7 separate regions of the Sus scrofa genome follow, and regions 2, 3, 4, 5, 6 and 7 are each linked to region 1. A link is a contact called in public Hi-C and targeted proximity ligation data. All regions are on one chromosome and are shown on one strand. The core of a region is the stretch at or near the end of the contact, and the rest is flanking DNA. Distances in the headings are between cores, read along the strand shown. Region 1 overlaps LOC110260062 (a long non-coding RNA gene). Region 2 has its middle 390 kb from the start of ID2. Region 3 has its middle 450 kb from the start of ID2. Region 4 holds the start of ID2 (inhibitor of DNA binding 2, HLH protein). Region 5 overlaps KIDINS220 (kinase D-interacting substrate of 220 kDa). Region 6 has its middle 82 kb from the start of ID2. Region 7 has its middle 360 kb from the start of ID2.

Region 1 (3,751 bases), core at 223-2,722:
GTTAAAAATGGTATCTTGTAGGATTCTACTGAAGATGAAATAGGTTGGCGCTTCCCAGGACACTTAGCACAGAGTGAGTTATTTTATATAGTAAATTCTAGTTATTACTCGTTTTTATTGTCTTACGATGTGGTTTCACCCACACTTGTGACCTCATCATAATCTGTAAGCTGATAACCCCGTAGTCTGTCTCCCAGGCTCATCTGTTTCCTAATGGGTGGCCCTGTACAGCCAAAGGGCTTGTGGACACCCCTCTGACCCTCTCCCCATTCCGAGAGTGACAAGCACCACAAACTTGACAGCCCCATCTAAAACTGAAGTCATCATCTTTCCGCAACTTTTCTCTTAGCTCCCTGAGCCGGGTAAAGGGCCCCCCCAGGCAGCAGTTACCCAGGATGGTCATCCTAGACTTGCCCTTCACTTTCCAGCCGAGAAACAGACCTGATAGACAATAAAAGCATCATCACTGGTGGACTCCCTTCCCTCTCCCACCACCATTCACTTACTATTGCTCCCCCATCCATCCGCTCTGCCTTCAGCCTGGATTCCCCACCCCTCCCACTTCTCCCACACAAGAGCCAACACACACGGCTAATCAAAGCCTTCTGCCAGGTCAGCGCCCCCAAGGCGCTCGCTCCCTGGCTCTCCGGGTAATGTCTGCACTTTGTCAGCACACGAGGCCCTTAGGCTCTCCTGACTTTCTCATTTTCATAAACATGGGCTCCACATACTTAGCAGGGAGCAGGCTCCCCATGAACGACTGGAATAAATGAATGAATGAATGAGTGGGCGACTGAATGGATCCTTCATAGGGTCCCATCAGAACGTTCCTCTGGCCATTCTGAACTCTTTCTGAGTCCCTGGAATGTCACCCGGGAAGAGCACCTTCTGCCGGCCCTCATCCCGGTCTGGCTGGCTCCCTGCTGGACCACCAGCTTCCGGGCCTTTGGGTCCAGCTCCCCTTTCAGAGACTCTTCCCTAAAAGTCCTTTGACTGCTGCGCATCCCGCTAGTCCCAGAGTTCCTTGAAGTTAGAATCATTCAATGCTTATCTGGATGTCTCTGCCATAAAACCTAGGCACTGCCTGGTCTGAAGTAGGCATTCCATTAATGATTTCTTTACCCAGGAGTGAATGGATCAAATGCCAATTATGTCGCATAAATAACACCAGCAAAGGGAGAAATCAGTGTGGCTTCTCTTTTTTTCCTTCTGGCTTTATTTCCCCAGGCCTGTCCCGGGCGTGCCGCGTTCTGCCTTGGGAGAATGGGACGAACCTTCTTTTCCTCCCCCTGGTCCCTTCTGCCAGAACTCGCTTCCTGCTGCCTCAGTGACAGACTTTTGGAAGGGTCACCTTTCCCTCAAATGTCTCATGGTGATTAAGAACTATAATTGCCACTGAACAGTCCAGTTGAGCGCAGAGAAAGCCAACCAGCATTCACCAGTGGACTTTAAACGCTGACAGTTGAAACAGCCAAGAAAAGTTCATTAAGCGCCAGCAATAAAAAGCGCAGGGGAAAATCGAGACAGAACAACTCCCTGGGGCATTTCGAGAGCAGGCCTTTGTGATGAAACGTTCCTGGAGGAATCTGGGGAAATGACATTATAGAACTGCAGCAGACGGCAGGCTGGAGCACCAGTGCTACCAGAGCGCGGGGGACACACAGCAACATTCTTGGCAAGGGAAGTGCCACGCAGCCTTTGGTCGGGTGCACACTCAGCCTGACTGTCGCTTTTACCCCACCCCGCCCCCACCCCCGCATCAGCTTTCAGGAGCCTGAGAAATTGGGGAAGCACATGTTTCTACTCTAAGTTTGCCCTGGAAAACCAGGCAAAGGGCATCAGGTCCAATTTGACACATTTTGTCTGTTCTTCTAAAGGAGCCAGGGATCCACAAAACCTTGGGCGTGATACCATGACTGACTTTTAATCAAAAGGATTGTTTTCCTACACAGGATGAGCTGTAAAGCTGCATCTTGGAAGAGGCAGAGTGAAAGCACCCTTCAGAAACCAGAAGAAACCCAGAGTGTTTCAGACATCCGTGAACCAGAGGTGCACCGGGGTATACAAACTAAGTGTGGTGCCCAGGTTATGTCCAAAGCAGAACATTCATTTTTACGGCTGCACCTGCAGCATATGGAAGCTCCCGGGCTAGGGGTTGAATCGAAGCTGCAACTGCCAGCCTACGCCACACTCGCAGCAAAGTCAGATCCAAGCCGCATCTGCGGCCTGTGCTGCAGCTTGAGGCAATGCCAGATTCTTAACCCACTGAGCAAGGCTAGGGAATCGAACCCGCATCCTCATGGACATTACGTCGGGTTCTTAACCTGCTGAGCCACAACGGGAACTTCCAAAGCAGGACATTCCTGAGAACAGAGACGGTGTGAACCAGTCCTGCCCAGGCAAATGAGCAAGCACGGTCCCCTGGCTCTGAACGGTGTCCCTGTGAACTAAACGCTCAGGTAAAGAGGACCAGATGTGCCTAGATTAGAAAGGCCAAAATGTACCTTTCTAAAAAGAACCTTTCTCTGGACTTAGTGCTTTGACTCTTCCTGATGTAGTGTCAGCCCAAATTACCCAGGCATCTCTTATCTGCAAAAGCAGACAATAAAATATGGGAAGAACAGTAAGAGAACTAGGCCAGGGCTCTTATGAAACTCTTTCGCCACACCAGCGTGCTTCTGCAAACAGGAAAGCATTTAGCAAGAGGCGCGCGAGTGAGAGAGGAGCCAGAGGATCCCAAGGTGACTGCCCGCTGGGCACGTCCATGTTTCTCCCCTTTAAAAATAAGCCAGAAAAGTGAAGCCTGGCTGCAGGGGGCCAAGCATTTCTGCACGGCAAAAATAATCTGTACCCGCAAACAGGTGCTGCTGAAAAAGAGGTGACAGTGGTATATGCAACGTTTGGGCTGGCGACTTGAAGGCTTCCTTCAGAACTTTAGAACCAACCGGCAGGGAATTGTCCTTGTCTGAGATTTCAAGGTCAGGTAGTTTGAGACATCTTTCTTCCAGGCCAGACACCCCCACAATAAAAGCAGCCTAAAAATCTGAAATCAAGGTAACCATGGTTTGTTTTAGAAGGAGGAGGACTGCCTGGCAACATACTCTTCTATTCACTTGTACATTTTTTACTCCTGGTTCTTCACATCAAAAAATTAATTGATTCGTTCACTAATTAATTGAAAAAGACCCGAATCCTCCTGACCCATGGTCAATGCAAAGCTAAAGGCGAGAGCCGTCTATAGCTCTCGCACCCCCGTCTCGGTGCCGTTGTCTCGTGATGGTGGCAGAGCCTTGTAAGGTGAATGAGGAAAGCATCCTGGAGACGTTCCTGGGAGGGAGAGAGTTGGGTATCTCCTCCGCAGCACAGCCATCACCAAGCAGTGAGCCAGGGCAGCTGGCTTCGGGCAGCCAGCACGATGCACCCAACAAGAGTGAGCAGCCCGCCCTTCTGGGCTCAGCACACCCACTGAAGGGTGTCGAGAAAGTCCTGCATCTCCCAGGGCCCAGGCTCTGACTCAGCTACTCCTTAGATGGAGACACAGTGCAAAAAGCTGGCAGCTGAGCGTTCAGATGCTCCGAGCCTCCCAATTTAATACATGTACTCAGCCTGTACCCTGCAAAAGCAATGGAGCTTCCTTGCATTCTGTTTTCTATTGACCATCCTCACCCATCCTCTGAAATGTTGCCGCCACCCCCTCCCCTTCCCCAAGCAGGTTTCACATTTTGCAGAGCAAAACCTGTTACTGTGACCT
Region 2 (3,548 bases), core at 826-3,325, 170 kb before region 1:
ATAACTGTAACTCACACTAACTCACACCGCAGCTTGGTACATTTGTTACACTGAGCAGGACTCAGGTTCCTCATCTTTAAACAGGGATAATAATACTATGTATCTAGAGAGACTGTTGAAATCCTCAAGGGTAGTGACTCTGTGGTGCGCAGTGGCAGCTGGGACTGCTATGCCCCTGGCCCCCTAGAAATCAAGCTTATTGTCTTTAGGTCAAACTTCTCATAACTTCTGCATCACTGCTGGGGTTTTATTTTAGTTCAGCAATTGTTTTTGTTATTATCTTGAAAATACTAACATGAAATTTTTTTAAATTTTTATTTAATTTTTTATTTTTTTAGGGCTGCAATCATGGCATATGGAAGTTCCCAGGCTAGGGGTCGTATTGAAGCTAGAGCTGCTGGTCTACACCACAGCCACAGCAATGCCAGATCCGAGCACATCTGCAACCTAATATAGCACAGGTCACGGCAACACTGGATCCTTAACCCACTGAGAAAGGCCAGGGATCAAACCTGTGTCCTTATGGATGCTAGTCAGATTCGTTTCCTATGAGCCACAACAGGAACTCTCTAACATGAATTTTTAACAAGACCCCTAATGGCTGTGTACTTTGGGGGATGGAGAGAAATGGAAAGGTGTGCCTGCGGGGAAATTAGACTCTGCCTGTAGAACCAGGACTAAGACAACACAAAAAGACCTGATCTCCAAAGCCACGTGCTGGGTAAGTGCCTGCCCATGGGCCCTTCGGTAAATGCCAGTCTACTGAGTGGAATGAAGTCAGGTGGCAAAGCGGAAGGAACACCAAGAGGACACAGTGAATGGCCATAACCAGAAGAAAGCGTGTAGAGTTCGTTTCATCAACTTGATCATCCAACACAGGGCCGTGGACCCCCTGGCTTTGCGAGACGTGAGCAAATGCGGGAAGGATGGAGGGGTCCAGTGGGTCCGAGTGGTGAGCAGGTGGCTCCATGAAAGGCAATAGCCAGAAGCATCACTTTCAGAAAGAAAGCATTCAGGATTCAGGAAAAAAAGCGTATTTCACTTGTTTTTCCCAGGGTTGATGGTGAGTGTTATGTTACTGATATTGGCCCTGAATGCGATACAGGGGTCTCTTTCCGATCAGCTGAGCTTGTTCAAGACTATCTCCCAGGGGAGGTTAAGCTGCCCCTGTGCCTGTCTTGTGCCCTCTCATCACAGAAGGCCTGGCAGTGACTAGAAATCCAGACCTGAAGTCAGGGCCCCCAGGTGTGCAGCCTCAGCCCAGAGATACCCTGAGACACTGGCCAGCAATGCAGTGCCCCCACCGAGCCCCTGGCCAAGCACTGGCCAGGAGCCCGGGGACCTGGTCAGGTTCCCGCTCTGCCACTCACCTTATGTCCAAGCCCTGGAGCGGCCCCTGGAGCTGGTTGGTGTCGCCAACCCTCAGGGCAGGTCGGGCCACACAGCTGCTTGGAACTGGCTGGCACTTCAACAACGCATCCACGAGGAGCAGGCCTGTGGGCCCGAATGATGGAAGATGTGAGCTGCGGGGATCAGATGTCTGCCCTCCGGCTTGTGTGCAGGAGAATCCCCCTGTTCCAGAGCCAGAAGGCCGCTCAGAGGCCCCCCATCCTTCTCACTCCACAGCAGCAGGAGCTCAGGCCAACTGGGCCTCTGGCCACAACTGTAGGGCTGCAAGGCAGACAGGACGGCGGGCGGATGAGGTGCCGACGGCTGCCATGCTGGCAGACGCTACCTCTTCACCAGGCTCTTAGGACATCATCCGAGGTTATATTTAACCTGTCGTCCTGGGCCAACAGCCGCCTCGCAGACATGGAGACCCTGAGATGTTCCTGAAGATTGAAGCCCACTTCACATGCTGGTTTAGGTCACAGAGTGGAAACATCCAGAAATAAGACGTCATGACTCTGCTGACACAGTTGGACGACAGCTGATCCATGTGGAAGGGACTTGTTCGTCGAGCTGTGGGGGCGCACTTTGCGCCCAAGGATTCCCTGAAGCAGGAAATAGTTCCCCACAGTCCCGGCTTTAATAAGTGAAAGAACCAGGCTGGACACTCTGTTCCGTATGAGGCCAATGCCAGGCGTGTCTGGCTTTGCTGTGTTTACTCACGGTCACTGCTTTGTGCCCTACTGCTCCCTTCAAATCCACCTCAGCACACAGCACCATTAAGACACCAAAATCATAACTCATGGTGGACTATCCATCTCCATCCAAACAAGTTTGCTCGGTTAACCTGTCGGACCCCACTGCGCCCTGACTATCTAGCTGACAATCATAGGAGGAGGGATGAGTCCGGTTGGAAGGAAGCACAGGAGAACCACAGCTAGCCAAACCTGGAGGTGGAGGGGGCGGGATGTTGCAGCGCATCTGGGCTCTATAACCAAGATCAGAAGACGCTAGGCCGGTGAGGAGGGGCTGAGAGCATGAGGAAAGAAGGTCTCCAAATATCTGTAATTCAAGGAACCTGTCGGCCCCGTGATGTTGCTCATGCATTTTGCAGTTTGTGTTCATGAGGGGGCAGAGCATAAGCCCCAACCACTCCCACCACCAATCAACAGAAAAGGAACAGACAGGTCAGGAACACGCAGAGCCAGTGCCACCCCCCTGCGTCACTCACTGTTCCTTCCTCCGGATGCTCGCCTCTCACTCCATCCCTCCTCCACCTCTGTTCAAACTCTGCCTGTTCATCAAGGGTCAAGGACAGATCCATGGATGGTTTCTTCCCAGACACATCCCTGTCCGTCTCCTGGAACCAGTTTCCCACTTCTCTGTGGGGACCACTGACTCCTTGAGGAAGTGGACACCTCAGCGCCCCTCTGTGGCTTCCACTCACCTTCCCACTCGGTCCTTGACACGTAGCAGACAAGGATGCCAGTGCAGTTTCAATGAGCTGGACTCCTGGGCGGAGCAGCATCGGGGGACGGATGCACAGGAAGGACAGGTTGGACAGTCACCGCACTGAGAACTAGGGTCCTGACCCAGTGGAGGAGGAGAGCAGCAAGTGTGGGGACCCAAGGGAGTGATGTGGGAGCTCAGATGGCCCAGGTGACAGTCTGGCCTTCACCCTAACCTGGTTCCAAAGTGGCAATGGGAATGCCGTTGTTCTCAGGAGGTCTCGTGAGTTTTACATGAGATAATGTGTGAGAACAACGGTCGGTACGCTCCACGCTGCTTGGAAAGGCTACCATAAAATCCGTACGATTGTACACTGCTACTTGGAGTCCAGTGTCATTGTTTCCCTCCCTCTGTGGCTTCAGGTCATTGACGGCTGATTCTGCACTCAGAGTTGGCTCATTTGCTCCCAAATGATGACCCCCAGACTGGTCTGTCTTTGGGGCTGTGGACAAAACCCAGGATCCCACGCTGACCCATCAGGAAGAGCCCAGTTCATTCGCTGTGGTTTTGTGCTTCCATCTCTTTTCTCCAATGAAGGCCTTGGCCTTGATGGCGTCCAGGACCACCGTCAGAGGTAGAATTCACTGACCAGGCTGAGGGCGCTGGGGCCTCAGGGAAACCCTGCTACACGTGGTCGTGCGACTCCAGGG
Region 3 (3,712 bases), core at 1,173-3,672, 230 kb before region 1:
TTTTCCCTGGACCATGCTTGAACATGACATGGGGGATAATGAACCAGAAGCCAACTGCCCCAGTAATTCAGGCTTTATTGAAACAAATGTATAAAGATGGGGCCCTGGATATTCCAGGTAAAAGTAAGGTGTTTTCCGCTTCTCAATGAGCCGAACATCTTTTCCCAGTTTGTCACTCTGAAGGGTGACAAAATACTGTCAGAGAAAAGGCAGAATGTCCAGTTCCTCTATTATCCCCCAGTTTGGATTTCTACTGGAGATTTTCTCTATGTCCAGACTAAAATGAGCATCTGCTGATCAGAAAATGCCCTAGGTCAGCACCGGAACTAAAGACTGTCGGGAACATGAGCAACTTTTCAACAGAAAAGGCAGCTGATTTCCAAAGGCCGCCAACAGGGTGTGGTGGAGAGAGACAGACGTGAGGTCAAACTCGGGCTCTGCCACCGAACCGCCCTGAAACTTTGGACCAGTTCCTTCAGCTTTTTGAAAGTTCTCAATGACCTCATCTGGAAAAGAACCCAATGACAAATATCTCATAGGGTGGTTAGAAGAATTACAGGTTAACATCTGTGAAAGGTCTCGGGTGCACTTTCAGTAGGAACTAATAAGTCCTCTCGTCCATCACCTGGTCACTCGTGCAAGGTGCACGCTGCCTCTTTTCTAGCTCTTGCCAACTCACCACCAACGTCCCAGGCCGCCCCGTCCTGTGCTTGTCCACTGGCGCCCCAGCCTTAAAATCCTTTTCATCCAAGTTTTCCATACACCCATCGTCCAGGGCTTTGGTCAGGGTGATGGTTCCACTTACGGTTCAGGTTCGGGTTACGGTTCGTCTTAGGGTTCAGGTTCGGGTTTGGGTTAGGGTTAGACCTGTGACATCAGGCTAAACCTGTTTGTTATCTTGGTCTCACCCAGAGCAGACCCAAGCCTTTTATACTTAACTGGGCTGCATTTCTGTCCTACTGGCCATAAGCGAGGCACTGGAATCCTGGGCTGTTTCTCTCACTGGCCTTTCTCCTCTGTATGTCTTCTCCTTTACCCTCTTGTGGCAGACCCCTGACGTGAGCAGAAGGCCAGCTCACAGGGCTGAAAATGGCAGCAGACGTGAGGATGAGAACTTTCCTGGCCAGCGCTGGTCCTCACCCCTGAGGACCCCAAGCCATGCGTCTGCCCACCTCTTGACCCTGAGGCTCTCCTTTAAAGGCCACGCATCACGTTGTACTAAAACCGCATGTGCTCTGAGGACGTACAAGGCTCCATTTCTTTGAGATAGTATAGAATTCAACGTCCATGCTTGTCATCACAGCGGGAGAAGAGAAGGCCAGATAGGATGGAAAGCATCTATTTCTCCATAAGGTGAAAACCAACCGCATAGAGAAGATAATGTTTGTACAGGCTCCTCCAAGCCCTGTGTCTCTGGGGCCAGACCGCCTAGGCCCTCCAAAGGCTCCGGGGCCACCCTGGGCGACAGGTACCAGGGCTGGATGGAAGCCCCTAGGACCCTCCCAGCTCTGCCCGTGGAGACTGAACAGAAGATCCAGCAGCAAAGTCTGACTTCATTTCCTTGGTTTTATCGAAGCAGAAGGAAGCTGATGGAGAGCTTTGTTCCAAGTGCTGGCAGTGGGCCTGGGCACCCTGGGCCTCAGTCTCCTCCTCTGTAAGATGGGGGTGATAACAGCACCCCCTCCATGGGCGTGTGGTGAGGATCACAGGAGGTACGACATGCAAGGGGCTCCGGGATTATTCACATCCCGTGAGCCCAACGCATCTGACACCTTTATCACCCCGGGGGCCTCCGGTAGGGGTGGGGTCCACGAGCGCGCAGGGACCCCAGCTCCCCACACGACAGGATGCAGCCCAAATGCTCCCTCCCCGAATCCTTCCTAAACAACCACCAGACACAATCCGAACCCTCCCACAACGGTGATGCTTCTCTGATTCTATACATTGTCTTCAAAGCTGCCTTTGTTTTACCAGAAGAAAACTGTTAATGTCGGAGAAATAGCTACAAACAGTAGCTCCTGTCACAATGAAATTTGAAAGGAATGAGGCCTATGTATTCACATGACCCATGTGTCTACATTTACAGTAAAATTAAAATACACTAAAGAGATGTGTATTGACACACACCCACACAGAATGTTTTCACATTTTCAGCCCGGGGTCCCACCAGGTTTTGTGTGGCCTTTTCAGCCAGGGGAAGGGTTACAATGACATCAAGCTTTATAACTAAAAAAAATACCCCCCCCAAGGTTAAACAAACACATTACTGTTTGGCCATGAACTTGGGTTGTTTCTCACTGACAAAATTTCCAGCTTTGCTCAACTTCCAAAAGAATGTTGTGAAGCGTTTGGACTCTTACCTAAGCCCTGTTTGTCCAGAGGGGTCAGTCTGAAGCCTGAAAGATGTCGTGATCCAGAAAATAGCAGTCATGTCTTCGGCCATCTGAGATAGTCATGGAAAATTACCACACAGATGTTAACACTGGATCTTTCTTCCGTTGCCCAGAGCTCGCAAAGCCTCAGAACGATATCAGAAGGAGGCCAAGAATTGAACGGCTCCTGTGGTCAGTGGAAAGGAAGGTAGTTCTGTGGCCGCAGGAAGAGGCAGGGCCCCCCGGAGTAGGGGTTGGCACAGCATCAGGACAGAACACAGAGATTCAAGCCTGTAAGAGCAAGCGCGCTTCTGCCCTGCCTCTGCCCCCTCAAGCTGTGTGACTGTCACCATGTCACTAGACTACCCTCTGCCTCTTTCTCTTCCCCTGTAAAGTAGGAAGGAAGAGAGTAACTTTTATCGTGTTGCTTCCAGGATTAAATGAGTGAAGTATATTATGGCTTCAGCGCAGTGCCTGGCACAGAATGTATTTGATACATTTTTTTCAAGTAAAACAAAAGGACTGCAAGAAATTGTTTCTAACACTCACTGTATTAAGATGCAAAAGCTAAGAGTCATGTAATAGTGGTCTTCAGGGGGGCAAGGGGCTGGGGAAGTGACTGATTAATGGGTACAGGGCTTCCTTTTGGGGTGATGAGAATGTTCCAGAATTAGAGAGAGATGGTGGTTGCACAACATTGTGAATGGACTAAATGCCTCTGAATTCCACACTTTGACATGGTTAATGGCTAATTTTATGTGATGGGAATTTCACCTTAATTTAAAAAAAAGAAAGAAAGAAAGAACAAAGTTAATGGTAGCTGTGAGCTTACATTGACCAAGAAAAGCAAGATTTCTCCAAGAAACCCCAGCATTCAAGAATGACCCCAAACTGACCTCAGGGTCAAAGCCAGTGGCCTGCATACTAGTGGATTTCCACGGCCCTTTCTCAGTTGAGAGCTGGCACGCAGTCTCAGTGCTTCTTTGGGGCAGGTCACTTTGGCCCCCTCAGAATCATAAAATATTCACCCAGGAGAAAAGATGCTCACAGACCTGGTCTCTCTGCCTCAGTGTAAGACTTAGGACCCAGGATATACGGGAATTTGGGAACCTCCTTCAGAGGTGGAAGAACGGAATTCCGACAGGTTCTTTCCTATAGGGAAGGGCTGATTCAAATGAAATAACTCGAGTAGGTGGAAAAGCACTTCTTGTTCTGTTATTATAAGACAAGACTGCTGTCACCAACTCGGGCTCAGAGAAGTAGTAGAGCCCCTGCCCCCTGACCTGCCCCCAACCCCGCCCCATCATTTTTTTCTCAGAAGGAGATGGAGCAGCAGCAGA
Region 4 (3,713 bases), core at 612-3,111, 220 kb after region 1:
GCACGTATGTGACAGAAACACATGCACACAAAGTACATCAAAAGGCTCGAACTGTGGGGGACTCGGGTATGAAATCATTTCCAGACTTATTATCAGAGGAGAGGTTTTTAATCGAATACTGTCAGGAACAGAATTGCAGGCTTCATTTTCCCGGCCAGGCCCTGAGCAGATTTCTCTGCGGGTCAGAGAACCATCCACTTCCATCCTCCAAAACCAAAGCGGCTGGATTTTCTGAAAGTGACACCCACCTCGTTGCCACCAGCTCTTCCTCCCTGGAGAGAAGCCCTGAGGCAGGCGCATGGCGGCAACTGGTGTCAGAGACCAGACCCTCGGGCCACCAGCTGAAGAGTTAATCATTAATTGATGGAAAAAATACTGTGTCCCCATTATTAAACTTTGCTTTTTCTCCAGTTCTGCCCCCCCCCCCCGCCAAGTGCAAAGGAGATTGAGACAAAACATAAGATACTTAGAGACATCATGTTGTCTCAGATTTTCTAGCTTATTGTATTCTAGAGAAATATGGTTTTCAACACACTAATTTATCATGGTCTTCAGTTAAGCTAGAATTAATGTGTGAATTAACTGAAAAGGATTTGAGCAAGTAACTCCAAGCTTTGTAGAAAATGTAGATGGCAGAATAAGTTCTTCAAGATTTAATAGGGGAAAAGAGGGAAGGAAACAACCTGAACCTGCCCCTAAGGCTAGTGCTGAAAAGAGTCCAAACTTGGTATATGACAGATTTAAAGAACAACAACAACAACAGCAACAAAACAACAACAACAATGTGAAGATATCCACCACTGGCTGGAGCCACCTACCTGTCACAAAGCTTTAAAAATACAGTAGGACTGGAATGTGACACCAGAAATCACGACTTGTGCATAATTAATCACCTTACTTTGCCACCTACACTGCAGAGGACAGACTGGCAGCCTCGGAAGGCAGTGTACGTAAATACAGCTTCCATACGCAAATTCTCCTAATGATTTCCGCTTCGTAGGATCATTATCATAGATAGCCCTTCCTCCTTCTAGAAAAGGAAGCCAGAAAGCGTCCTGCGCTCAGAGCTCCTCAGCGATCAGCACAGGTTCCAATAAGCACTCACTTCACCGAGTTTACAACAACGCCTCCTGCGTTGCTCCGAGTTGCACGATCCCACACTAAACCTGTCGTTGAATGCGCGCGTGGGTGATTTTGGTTTTGTTTTTTACAAAGCTTTTCCTTATCTTAAGAGACCCAACTCACACTACAGACGTCACTTGGCGACGGCAAACTTATGTGCGTTTTCACTTTCTTCAGAAATGCTTTCTATCTTGCTGACATTCCGTGGGGCGCAGGGGACCGTGGTGGCTTTCCCTCCGCTGCGCAGACCTGGCCTCGGTGGCTGTGGTTTTAGGGATGCTCAAAGCCCCGAGGTGTAGAAGGCTTCCTCGGGAGACACCTTAGGGAGAGAGTCCGGCCTCGCCGTTGGGATTAACAGGGGATTAAGATGCACATTGAGGTTCCTGGGGTCTCCCCCTCCCCCACCCTGTCCGCGACCCCCTCCTCTACCCCCACCCGCTTCTCTCCCCCCAGCCCTCCCCTTCCCCTGCGCTCCCCTCCGGCCCGGCGCTTACTGTACTCTATTTACCACCCCAGCTGGGCTCGCGCCGCGGGGATTGGCTGCGAACGCGGAAGGACCGAGCGCTCGCCCCGCGCCCGCGCCGGCCAATGGGGGTGCCCGCCCGGCCTGATGGACGCGCCGCCCTCCACCAATGGGGACGCAAGGCAGCCGGATCGTGTGGCCCCGGCGAGCGCTGATAAAAGCCGCCCGGCCGGGCTCCCTGCTTCGTTCTGAGCCGAGCCTGGTGCCGAGCGTAGGAAGCTCTGCAGGCGGCGGCGGCGGCGGCAGCGGCGGCGTCCTGAGCTCCGGGGCAGCCCGCTCCCTCCTCCCGGTCTCTTCTTTCCTGCGGTCAGCATGAAAGCCTTCAGTCCAGTGAGGTCCGTTAGGAAAAACAGCCTTTCGGACCACAGCCTGGGCATCTCCCGGAGCAAAACCCCGGTGGACGACCCGATGAGCCTGCTGTACAACATGAACGACTGCTACTCCAAGCTCAAGGAGCTGGTGCCCAGCATCCCTCAGAACAAGAAGGTGAGCAAGATGGAAATCCTGCAGCACGTCATCGACTACATCTTGGACCTGCAGATCGCCCTGGACTCGCACCCCACTATTGTCAGCCTGCACCACCAGCGACCCGGGCAGAGCCAGGCATCCAGGACGCCGCTGACCACCCTAAATACGGACATCAGCATCCTGTCCTTGCAGGTAAGACCTGCTCCTGGTGCCCCGCTCGCGGCCGCGCAGCCGGGCGATGCCTGGGCTGCCACTGGCCGACCCATTGTCGAGACCGCCGGCCGCAGTCGGTGACTCACAAATGAGCTAATTAACTTCATTGTTATTAGTTTTAGTTTTTTTTGTTTTTTTTTTTTGTTTTTTTTTACAAATCTGCTGTAGATTGAGTTATGCGGGAAATTGCTGATAGGTTAGTTCTGAGAGGTTAACGCATCAATCTTTGAGTCTGCAATTAGCGTAAACGTCTTTACTGGAACTTGCTGTTCTATGGGCTACTTGGAAAAAGAAAAAAAAAAGCTCTTTCTCCTGAAGTTGTCTAACGTCGAGCCTTTTATCCCCGTTCTCTCGTAGGCTTCTGAATTCCCTTCTGAGTTAATGTCAAGTGACAGCAAAGCGCTCTGTGGCTGAATAAATGGTGAGTGTTTGCTTGTGCCACCGGTCGGTGAACCGGCACTCGGGGTGTGTGCGCGCGCGCGCGCGTGTACTTGCGAATCTGTAAAATGTTGGGTTTGGTAGATGAATGTGTACTTGGTTGTATAACACGTAGTACATTGTTTACGTGTACTAGATGTGAAGAGGCATCTGGCTCCTGTTACTCAAATTCACGGAAGATTTTCCTTAAAAAAAAAAAAAAAAATGCCAGTAACTATGGAAGGTGGCAGAGGAAACTGTGTAACTGTGTCCCGGTTTTATGTGCCAGTATCATGCCTGGGCTGTTTTCTGCTCATGCTCTGGTACTACGAGGTACTAACCCCCGTGTAATTAATCTTATCACCGCAAATTCCATCGGGATCCTCCCTCCCTAAAACTCCAGCCCTCTGGGACCAGGCTAGCCAAGCATTGCTGCCCTGTGCCTCAGCCCCTGTGATGTGGGATTCCGACTTCCCAATCTGTTAACTAAAGGGCTGTTTTCAATCAAATAATTGTTACAAGAAGCAGACTGGCGCCTATGAGCCCTGCCGCTGGAGATCCAAATAGGAGATTGCATTGGGAAGTTTTTCGCCTGAGTCTCTGCTATTTTAATGTTTAATTTGCGCTGTCGAGGCCGAGTGTGTGTCTTGCATCTGTGGACGCCAGGGTTTGCCCAATGTTTGAGTGTTTGGTTAAATGTTCAAACTGCGGCTTCCTCCTGGCGCCAGTCTGCCCGCCTCTGCCCTTAGGTTAAAATCTCCTAAACAGTCCTTTCTCTCTCGATCTTTTGCAGGTGTTCATGACTCTTCCCCCCCCCACACCCACCCCCTTTGCACAACAACAGCAACAAATCCACAGGCTCTTTTAAGGCGCTGAACTTATTTTTCAACCATTTCCCAAGGAGGACAAGTCAAATGGACCTTTAAAAAAAAAAAAATGGAAGGAAAACTAAGAACGGTCGACTTGCCCA
Region 5 (3,422 bases), core at 587-3,086, 240 kb after region 1:
CCATGGATGGACCACCCGTGTCAAGGCCCTGGGTGGGAAGATGCCTGTGTGCTACCAGAATGTTCGCTCTTCCTCCAGGGCATACAGGTCCCCGCATTCCCAGGTCCCTTGCAGTTCAGCACGACCAGGTGACTTAGGAAGGGCAATGGGATGGGCAGACACCACTTCCGGGCCTGGACGATACAAAATTCATCCCTATGCGTGGTCCTCCACCCTCTCAACTCCCTATGTATCAACAGAACACAGAGGAGGGAGCAGAGGAGAGGACTCTGCAGCCTCGGAGGCTGGTGGAGCCACCAGAGGAAGCGGGTGGGTCCCTGAAAATTTACCAACTTAGGTAACGTTGAGGTTCAGTTACAGGAATGAGAAAGAAACTTCGAATGTATTAAGTCAATGAGATTTTGAGGTTGCGGTTAGTGGTCAGCCTACCTTAATAAAGAGCTTTTTAATCAACACACAATGGCCCAGGCATGCACAGCATACTGAGAATGGGATCCCAGTATAACACGAGTATTCCAGTCCAAGCGTGTCAGAGTGGTCAACCTGAGATGAGGAGTGAGAGACAGCCCTGAGGGGCGGTCAGCGAAAGCCAGTAACAAACCCTGCTAGACGCTGCGCCAGAGAAAGGGGAAAACCTTCACGTCAGATTTTCTGGAAGTCAAAATGGGCTCGGTCTGGGCTCAGGGAAACAGGCTCGCCACAGCTAAGCTACACCAGAAATAGGTTCAATATCCTGAAGTGAAGTGCAGAACTGAACCACTTCATGTGATTCTGTAATTATATTTATAAGGCAATATCTCCGTGAAGCACTAAGCAAAGGACCTGAGGCACGGGGGGGGGCTTTGAAATACATCCATGAAGTAGAGCATGGAGCCAGCACTTTGAGGCGAGAGAACTTAGCAAGGTGGGCTGTGGGTATTCGTCCCTGAGGGATTTTAACAAAACATGACAGCACGCACTGAACGATTCCCAGAGTCAGAAACGGAAAAGCTTTCGGGGCCAGTTAGCAGGTGGGTGGAAGGTGCCAGCAGAGACTGGGGCCTGTGGAGGACGGCGGCGCAAACGCACAGAATTCAACTGTGGCACCTGCGTGCACCGCGTTCTCTCACTTAAGTACTGCCTGACCCCCCACCGCTGCCTGAAGCCAGGATTGGGCCTAAAAGCTCTCCTGAGGGTCCTTCCCATTCGAACACTCTAAGGAGTAAAATGAGATGAATATAAGGCAACCAAAACAAACCAGAAACAAAAACCCAAGACACAAAAAGAGTGAGAAGAAAAGAACTCAGGTAAAAAATCCCGGGGGAGGGGGGAACCACAAAGAATTCAAAAAGAAAACAATTCTTTAAAAATAAAAGTTTTAATTTGCATTAAGGATAACAATATGCACTCTATAAATTCTCAGAAACAAAGCTGAAAAGGGCAAGCATCGATAACTATGACAATTTTGAAAATAACAATCTAAATTTTTTTTTTTTTTTTTGGCTGTGCCCAAGGCACGTGGAAGTTCTAGGGCCAGGGATTAAACCTAGGCCACAGCCACGACCCTCGCCACAGCAGTGACAATGCCGGATCTTTAACCCGCTGCGCCACCAAGGGAACTCCGTCAATCTAACTTTTCATTAGACAGTCTGACCAAGAAGGTGCTATAAGATAAGAAATGTCAGGTTATGGAGTTTGTTTACATGCTTTTTCTATACAATTTGGGCTTTTATCTAAAATTTCATAAACGGAACATTTTGTTAAAATGAATTCAAGTTTCACAACCACGCTTAGTGAGCAAACAGGCAAAGGTGAACAGATCAATCGTCTTCAATCGACCGGATAGCGGGGTTACTGACCGGTAGGTAGTATCTTCTTTGCCCCTTATGTTTGGTGAGGAAGCCAACTGTGAGAGGTGGCCACTGTCACGAGGAGTGGGCTATGGGTGGGGACTAAGGTCTAGAGCCCTGTTGCCTTGAAAGAAAATGAGGTAAGTGTAAAATATATTAAAATTCAAAAATGACAGTGGGCAATCAAGACGACCTTATTTCAGACAACTCCTTAATTTGAATAATATGGAGCATGTAGTGCTATATTCTTTTTTAAGGTAAAACTGTATTTACTCAAGTTCTAACATTGTTTGATATGCTGTTGTGTGTTTTGTTAAATCCTGGCGAAACTAAGATAGGGTCGTAATATACAGCCCCCGATGTAAATAACACCACGTGAAGCCTGGTGACCCCGGAAACGGAAGACCTAAGTGTATTCTTGGTCAACAAATGACCACCGGCCATCCTGCACCGACACTGTCAGAACAGTCTGTGCGTTTAAACGCAGTCCCTGCCTTTCCCGCACAATATTATTATAATTCACATTTTTGGCCAGTTTGGGTTGGTCCTCAGTCCAGTTAGGTCAAATCACTGCTATTTTTATTGGCTTTTAGAGTCATCCTACGAAGAGCCTGGAAATAACTGTTCTGCTTCCTTAACTAATACTTTTCTTCTTACAGATTTTGTATTTTATTTTATTTATTATTATTATTATTTTGTCCTTTTGCCTTTTCTAGAGCCACTCCTGTGGCATATGGAGGTTCCCAGGCTAGGGGTCTAATCGGAGCTGTAGCTGCCGGTCTACACCAGAGCCACAGCAACGCAGGATCCGAGCCACCTCTGTGACCCACACCACAGCTCACGGCAACGCTGGATCCCCAACCCACTGAGCGAAGCCAGGGATCGAACCTGCAACCTCATGGTTCCCAGTCAGATTCGTTAACCACTGAGCCATGACGGGAACGCCACAAATTCTTTTCTTAATGCAGGGCTGTAAGTGGAACTCCAGGGAAGAGCCCATCACGCCTCCAGCTAGGCCCGCTTCAGAGGTTTCTGCTCCAAGGGCTGGAAGCCCTTTTAGCCCTCTCGCCGCCCCCCCACCCTGCACAGACTTGCGTGTGGACCACGGCTGTGCTTTACTGAGAATTTTCTGTAAGGAGCTCTGGCCGAGTGGGTGGCCTCTAGCAATCATGTCAGCCTTTACCACCTGTTTCTTAAAGCGGTGAGAATATGCATTCTCTAATTGGTGAGGACTGTTGGAACAGCGGCGTAAAAGGAATGGACTTGGAAAACTAATATTTTTTACATACCTTATTTTAAACAGGATCCTCTGAAGATCTATCTAGCTCAAGGGCAGCATTTTCTTCCTAGGCATGAAAGGGTTTAAAATACGTAAGATTTCACATTCTCTTTCTAGTTCATCGGTCTCAACCAAGGATTCTCAACCTTTCCGAAGTGAAGAGCCATTGCAACATCATCCAAGCGCAGGCTCGTGGGTATCTATCAGTTTCTTTCTATGGTTCCATTTATTTGTGTAATTACGGCCTTTGCTTAAAATTCTGAGGTAGGGAAGGGGGTGCGGGGGGGGGGGCCTCACAACCTGGAAGCTAAAAA
Region 6 (3,651 bases), core at 209-2,708, 140 kb after region 1:
GCGGCCTCCCAGCCCCCCAGTGAGCACCTGACCTCTCGCCCCACCCCCTGTCCCTGCACCCCGGTCACCTGTGCATTCAGAGGGCACCGCTCCAGAATGAGGAGACACCAGCTGGGTGAGCAGCCTTGAACTTCTGCTGTGACACCGCCGCCCGCATTATCAGGCAACCGCCCCTCCTCCAGGCGGCACCCACAGGGCAAACCGGCCAGACGTCATGAAAACAAGAACAAAACCAACACTGGATGGGTTATTTTTATCACCCTGTGGACCTGGAGCAAAGACCCGGGCAGCTAGGCGCACATTCCAGGCCATTTCTCTCATCTGTCCCCTCCCTCTTTCAGTCTCCCTCGTCCTTTGTCCCCTCCTGGGAAACCAAGAAAGTAGATCAGGTCAGAGCCAAGCATTCCTCCTGTTTCTCCTCGGTCTGCGTCTCCACAGGGAATACTAATTAGGCGCCAAATATTCAGAACGGGTAATTGCTACCTGAATTAATGAGGGCAAACAGCCAGCAAGAAAACAGTGGTTTCCGATTTCTGAGAGCTTTCTGAGTCCGGGGCTCTGCTGGGACGACTGCCCCCCCTCCCCCAGAGATGCCCCTGCCCCGGGGTCAGCTCAAACCCTCCTGTGGCTGAGTCACCATCTCCCTCCCCAAACACGCACATGCACGACACACGTGCACACTCATGGCACACATGTACGCACATGCATATGCGTGTGCATGAAATGTACACAGCACATGGCGCACGTACATGCACCCCAGACACCACACATACCACACATGCACACACATCACGCACACCATACACACATGCACACACCACACACCGGAAACAGACAAGGTTTTGAGGAGCGTGGGTGGCACCAGGGTGGTTGCCCCACGTCGCTCGGCTCTGACCCAGGGGCGTAGAGACCAAGCTGAGGGCTGCAGGCAGGAAGGAGAAGGTGAGGAAAGGAAGGTTGACCCTACAGACAACACAGCTCCCAGGAAGGCTGGAGGAGCTGGCTGCAGCCCCAGGACCTACCCCGGGGCTCGGGCTCCAGAGGCACAGCGGAGCGGCCCTGGGGAGGTCACTGAGCCCATCTCAGCCTTGCTGTGTGACCTCCAGGCAGTCCCTTCCCCTCTCTGGGCCTGAGTTTCTGCCCGTGTAGAAATAGAGTGAACCGTTCAGAGGCGCTGCCCTCCAGGAAGGCTTCAGTTCACATTTGGGGTCCTCCAGCACCCCCTCCTTCAGCCCCTCCCCTTGCCCGAGCACTTAGCATAAGACTTCCCCTGAACTCCACAGCCAGAAACTTCCTCTGGGGTGGCCACGGCTCTCTGGAGGCATCCCAATGTCACAGGCAGCTTGGCCAGAGCCATCTGGCCACCAACACTGCCATCAAAGTCACCCAGGGCGCCTGGGCTGTGTCTGGACGGGCAGCCAGTACTGCCCCCGCTTCCACGTGAAGTTGCTATGGAAATTAAGCACGTTGTGTCTACACCACGCAGACAATCCTTCTTTCACTTCTTTATTTAATGGCACATTGTAAAGAGCTCTTGCTGCTGCATGGAGAGCCGTCTTTCTAACAGCCAAACAATATGTCTACCGAATGGATGTATCACAAAAGATCTAAACTGAACCCCTCCTGAGGTTATCCCACTTCAGGTATTTCCAACCTTGGGCTTTTACAAACCCTGCTTATATGTACTCATTTCGAATAAATAAGAAGTCCTCTGTGTGTGTAAATACCCACATATGTCTTTAAAGGTTCATATGTGCCGAGGAACAATCTGGAATGCCACCCACCAAGTTCACTGTGTGACTTCAGAGGGATAGTTTTAGGGAAGAAAACTCACATTTTTACAAGCAACTCTCACTTTTTAATTTTTTCCAAAAAAGGAATAAGTCGAGGGGCACGTAAAACAAAATGCAGTCACTCCTGAACCTCTTTCGCGGGCACAGATGTAGCAGCCGCAGAGCCTGAGAACACGGAGCGAGGGAGGGCGGCGGCGTGTCCAGGAGGGGGAGGCCAGGGGCCTTCCTTGCTCCATGAGGCTGGCCCTCCCCGAGGTGGACAGAGGGCACCGGGTTCAAATCCCACCTCCGCACACTAACTGGGTGCAGGACTTCGGTCTCCCGTGTATAAAGCAGGAAGCAGAGGGGTACCCGGCGGCCAGGCTGCCGGGAGATCAAACGGGACAAACCGACAGGAGAGCAGCTTGCGGCCGTCTGGGTCCAGTCCTGCAGCTTCCTTCCCCGTACGATGTCTGCTCCTCAAACCCTCTCTCCTGCCCAGCCTCCCACACGGCCAGACGCAGTCGCAGTGGGGCCAGCAAGGAGGCTGCTGGCGGCCCACCCACCCTGGGCCCTTCCCTGTCAGAGAGGGAATGCCTGGCAACAGCCAGGCTTTGGCACAAACCCGAAGCGGACGCGAGCACATCTAGAAACCCCAAGACGACGAATAACGGAAACGATCTCCTTTGTCACCAGGAAGATGGCAAGAAACCTATCGGCCAATGTTTTCAAAACATCTTTTTCAGGAAGACTCTGTAAGCCCAAGCGTCCAGAAATCCAGCAGCTGCGGGATGGAGGCGGGGGAAGGTTTCCCATCATCCCCAAGGTGAGCATAAAGTTCGATGATTGGTTCCTTCCATTGCTGCGTGATGGATTAGGAATCAGGTCTCCTGAAATTCAAATGCAAAGGGAGACAGAGATGGGAGAGCGAGCAGGGGGCCAACTGGCCTCACCCTTGGAGGATCCACGGTTGCCAGCGCCCAACCAGGCCACCAAAATCAAGGCCAGCTCAGCCACGGCTGTGTGACCTTGGGAATCAGAGACGTGAGCCAAAAGGCCTGGGTTCCCCACCTGTAAGGAAGCAGCTCCGTCCTTGTGGGCGTCGGGAGGCCCCAAAGCTGAGGCGCTAAGAGCAGGACTGATGGATGCCCGCAGGGTCTGTCGTGCCCGCGTCCCCATGGGTCTCAGAGAGGGGCTGGGGGCGTATGCCCAAGGAATCACATGCAGCCTATGACAACCTGGGTTTGTGCGTCTGAAGGCCTTGAACCGCCTGCCAGGAGCCAGCCCTGGTCCCCCACTGGCTCGAATCCCCCACGCTGGGGAGGAAGCTGTCCAGAATCCCTCGGCCACCAAGATCTGCAAGGACATCCCTGCACCCTCGACCTGCTCCCCGTGGCCCTCCCCTGCCCTCCCCCCGCCCCACCAGGCACTGGGAAACAGCCCTGGGCTCTCTCCCAGGAGGCTCTTTGAACATCTCAAGTGCCCTCTCCTGGAACATCAAAGACGACGGCGCTTCCTGGCAATCCTTAGACCCGGTGACCTGTGCGTGTCTGGCCACACGGTGCCTGGCGGACCTGACCCGCGAGCCCAGCTTGGATCAGCCAGTCATTGGCCCTGCAGACACCTGTGCCCCCAGTTCACTCCCAAGGCAGGTAGATTATGCCTGGAACTTGCACTTTTATTCCCTTGAGTAAAAAGCCCCATCAGCCACATCTTTATAAGCCCTGTCCCCATTTTATTATGGGTTAATGGGTTAAACATTTTTAATTTTAGAAATGATTGCCAACAACTGAGTACACACACTGGCTCCGCCGTCTCCCGGTTCACCATCTTCCGTGCACAGGGACAGCGATATTTTAGGCCCTATTGAAGTCACACG
Region 7 (3,378 bases), core at 361-2,860, 140 kb before region 1:
TGTTTGCCAGGGGAGAGGAGGGAGAGAGGGGGATGGAGGGGAGTTTGGGGTTGGTAGACACAAACTACTGTATTCAGAATGGATAAGTAATGGGGTCTTACTGTACAGCACAGGGAACTGTGTACATTCTCTTGGGTTAGAACATAAAAAACAACAACAACAGCAAACATGGTAGTGAGTTCCTGTCATGGCCCAACAGCAACAATCCCGGCTACTATCCATGAGAATGTGGTTCAGTCCCTGGCCTTGCTCAGTGGGTTAAAGATCCAGCATTGCCATGAGCCTCTGTGTAGGTCACAGACGTGGCTCGGATCCTGTGTTGCTGTGACTGTGGTGTAGACCAGCAGCTGCAGCTCCGAGTCAATCCCTAGTCTGGGAACTTCCATATGTCAAGGGTGTGGCCCTAAAAAAGCAAAAAAAATAAAAATAAAAATTAAAAATTTTAAATTTAAAAACTTAGAACATATATATATATGTATATGTTCTCTTTTAATATATATGTTTATGGCTGGGTCACTTTGCTTTACAGCGGAAATCGAAGGAACATTGGAAAGCAACAATACTTTAATAAAACATTGTTTAAAAAGATGAGAATGAGTCAGAAGAATGATATACGTTTAAAACATGGGGTATCAAATTTGATTTGCAGGAAGAGTCAGAAAATTCTGCTTCCCTTTCCCCAAAACCCAGCCCGTCAGGAGTAAACATTCTGTGTCCCAGAAAACTATCTTGTAAATAGCAATTGTGTAGGACTGATTAACAAGCTTGATGTGTATTTCTGTACGCATGAAGCAAGACTCCATCAAGTAAGAAGCATTCAATATCTCGGTGGGGAGAAAAGGCAAAGAATAATAACTTTTCTTTCCTCTGAGTCGAGGAGCTAATTTCCATGCTGGACAATTTTTTAATAACATCAGATGCACCTTGGGGGTTTGGGAAGTTCTCCCGCAGTTCTGGACTCTCTTAAGTTCTCATTTTCCTTTGAGCTCAGATGAGTCTTTTATCTGTTGTACCCTTAATACTCCCGCTCATCTTGATGTAGAAAAGCTTCATAATGTGAAAGGGAGACGTTTAACAAGACACGAAGCTGATCGTTTTCACAATCAGAACATCTAATTGAGCTATAGTATTCCAAACCACGCTTGTGTGCAGGGAGATAATTTTTCCTTCATTTCCTATTTGATCAAAAAATTAACCTTCATTTAAAACACGGTGGCCTGAAACACTTTTATAGCTACGTTCTCTCTGCCGTTCCCGAGAATTTGAATTTTAAATTTGCCATCCCGGTCTCAAAAAATGAAACACACTGCGGATGCTTCTAGGACCAGGTGTTTATGATCAAAAACAGACATCAGAATGTGACCCATGTCCAAGGCATGCATCTGCCAGCCAGGGGAACTTCTTATTTTCTTCCAAGCGTTGGTGAAGGAACGAGGCTCTGACTTTACATAGTAATCTTTTTGTCTGAAAACCCAAGAGCCCCACAGATAGTCCATTTAACTATCCAAACATTGAGAACATGTATTAAGTATCTCTCTGCATGGACAGCTCAGCTTGGCCGGACACAAGGCAGACTGGGATCCTGTGATGGTGACGCAGACTTGGCCACAGGACAAGGGCAGTTAGGTAATTCACTTGACAAACAGTGCTCGGCACTCACCACGCATGACACATATGTAACCAGAGTGAGCCCCAGTTCATCTGGGGTCACCTTGCTCGGGAACAGCCTGGGAAAATAATGCAAACTTTGGTCTCACACATTGCTGGTATGTCTCCCAATTAATTCAGCCCCTCTCCAAAATACTGCTCACGAGTCTGTGAGGGAGTAAGTGAAAGCAGAGGACCCGCTCTCATAGCTGACTATCTGTTATGGGCCGAACCATGTCCCCAAAATGAGAGGCATTTAAACCCCAACCCCTGGCACCTGTAAATGTGACCTTCCTTGGAAATAGGGTTTTTGCAGATGATTCAACTTGAAATGAGATCATCAGGGTGTACCCTGGTCCAAAAGGACAGATATCCTTTTAAGAAGAGGGAAGTTTGGACACAGACATACAGGGGAAATGCCAGAGATGACAGAGGTGACCATTGGAATGACGCTGCTATAAACCATAGATGTCACCCAGAGGCTGGTCGAGGCCAGACAGGACCTTCCGGCAGGTTCCAGAAGGATCGTGGCTCTGCCAGCACCTTGGTTTGAGACTTTGAGTCTGCAGAGCCATGAGAAAATATGTTTCTGCTGTTTGACGCCACCAGTTTGGGAGTCTTTGTAACTGCAGCCCCAGGAAACAACAGGCTGTCTCGGCCACATCTTTATAACCATGAACCCAGGGCTTGAATTCCCCAGAATACTCCTAGCCTGGTGCCGTCGTGCAGAACAGACTTTCACCTAAGGTTTGGGTATAAAAGAGGGAAACCACTGCACAGAAACAGAGATAATATCCCTTATGCCTGCGGACAGAGCTTACAACCAGCATGACCAGTGAAAACCCTGGCCGAAGTCCCAGGCTGTCACCTTGACTAAGTTGCCAGCTCCCTCCCCAGAGGGCTGCTCCCACTGCCTGCCACCATTCCCCGATGAAACTCCCATTTCTAGGATTTGCCTAGAAGCTCCTAATCATTCTATAGCAGAAAGACCTCCAGACATCAGGGAGGCCCTGTGGGATCTTTCTGTGCATAAGAGTGAAGACCCCATGGACTCAGCCTCCAGGTGCCAGACTCTCCCACCACCGTGATCCAGTCAAATAACCTAAAGCTTCTTCCCTGCGTTTTCCTAACCTGACAGAGAAGCCGGCGGTCCTCACCCGCAGAGACCCTGGGAAAGGGTTTACAAATCCGGCTGAAGAACCTGGGGCATTAGGATCACCTGTGAAGCTTGATAAAATGCAGATTCCTGGGTTCCGGCCCAGGCCTGGTGAATTGCAATTTCTGCAGAAGTTTAGGAACCTGCATTTTAAAAAGATCTTGGTAAATTAGAGCCACAGTGGCCACCAGCACCATCGGCAGCCAGCCTTGCAAATAACAGTGCTTTCCCCCCCTTCTACATAAAAACAGCACAATTAAGTGGAGGAATAGATCAAACCTTCTGGGATGTCCCCTCCAAGCAAAGTCCAACCCCACTGCCTTTCCAAGTGCAGTGACTCTCATGGACCCTCACCCCTGTCCTTCAGCCCCTTTGCCCTTGAACTCGAACTCTGATGTCGCTTCTCAGGAGAGACTTTGGGGGCTCCCGATCAGAGCCAGCCGCTCCTTCCTCTGCTCTTCTCCACTCCAGCAGCCCCCAGACCACGGACCCCTGGGCGATCCCCTCACTCTGGCCTTCCTGTGCTCCGTATCCACTGAGTCACGGTAGGATCACCAACATATATTTCCTAAATG

The links. Hi-C and Micro-C count contacts between places; a contact is called where the count stands out from the background.
Region 2: a contact with region 1 is called in a Hi-C map of liver, with 6 times the contacts expected there. A contact is called at or near these places in 3 of 47 Hi-C or Micro-C datasets (epiblast stem cells and liver).
Region 3: a contact with region 1 is called in a Hi-C map of liver, with 14 times the contacts expected there. A contact is called at or near these places in 4 of 47 Hi-C or Micro-C datasets (fetal liver and liver).
Region 4: a contact with region 1 is called in a targeted proximity ligation map of alveolar macrophages. A contact is called at or near these places in 2 of 5 promoter capture datasets (both in liver), 6 of 47 Hi-C or Micro-C datasets (embryonic fibroblasts, fetal heart ventricle, liver and 1 more) and 1 of 2 datasets of targeted methods (alveolar macrophages).
Region 5: a Hi-C map of liver shows a contact between it and region 1, with 10 times the contacts expected there. A contact is called at or near these places in 1 of 47 Hi-C or Micro-C datasets (liver) and 1 of 2 datasets of targeted methods (alveolar macrophages).
Region 6: a contact with region 1 is called in a targeted proximity ligation map of alveolar macrophages. A contact is called at or near these places in 1 of 47 Hi-C or Micro-C datasets (liver) and 1 of 2 datasets of targeted methods (alveolar macrophages).
Region 7: a targeted proximity ligation map of alveolar macrophages shows a contact between it and region 1. A contact is called at or near these places in 2 of 47 Hi-C or Micro-C datasets (both in liver) and 1 of 2 datasets of targeted methods (alveolar macrophages).

The regions. Positions count from the first base shown.
Region 1 is chr3:127,718,347-127,722,097 of Sscrofa11.1, reverse strand. All of the region lies in intron 1 of LOC110260062 (a long non-coding RNA gene), which reads right to left. Among named protein-coding and RNA genes, the nearest start is that of ID2, 220 kb to the right of the region's middle.
Region 2 is chr3:127,888,913-127,892,460 of Sscrofa11.1, reverse strand. No RefSeq gene overlaps it. Among named protein-coding and RNA genes, the nearest start is that of ID2, 390 kb to the right of the region's middle.
Region 3 is chr3:127,947,836-127,951,547 of Sscrofa11.1, reverse strand. No RefSeq gene overlaps it. Among named protein-coding and RNA genes, the nearest start is that of ID2, 450 kb to the right of the region's middle.
Region 4 is chr3:127,501,355-127,505,067 of Sscrofa11.1, reverse strand. It overlaps ID2 (inhibitor of DNA binding 2, HLH protein), which reads left to right and starts at 1,861. Exons shown (of 3, transcript NM_001037965.1): 1 at 1,861-2,305; 2 at 2,684-2,747; 3 at 3,537-3,713. The coding sequence starts at 1,958. The coding sequence ends at 2,740. It overlaps LOC106509912 (a long non-coding RNA gene), which reads right to left and starts at 1,559. Exons shown (of 3, transcript XR_002342872.1): 1 at 819-1,559.
Region 5 is chr3:127,475,670-127,479,091 of Sscrofa11.1, reverse strand. It overlaps KIDINS220 (kinase D-interacting substrate of 220 kDa), which reads right to left. Exons shown (of 30, transcript XM_021087893.1): 29 at 3,119-3,175; 30 at 1,346-1,953. The coding sequence ends at 3,125. Among named protein-coding and RNA genes, the nearest start is that of ID2, 26 kb to the left of the region's middle.
Region 6 is chr3:127,583,393-127,587,043 of Sscrofa11.1, reverse strand. No RefSeq gene overlaps it. Among named protein-coding and RNA genes, the nearest start is that of ID2, 82 kb to the right of the region's middle.
Region 7 is chr3:127,863,548-127,866,925 of Sscrofa11.1, reverse strand. No RefSeq gene overlaps it. Among named protein-coding and RNA genes, the nearest start is that of ID2, 360 kb to the right of the region's middle.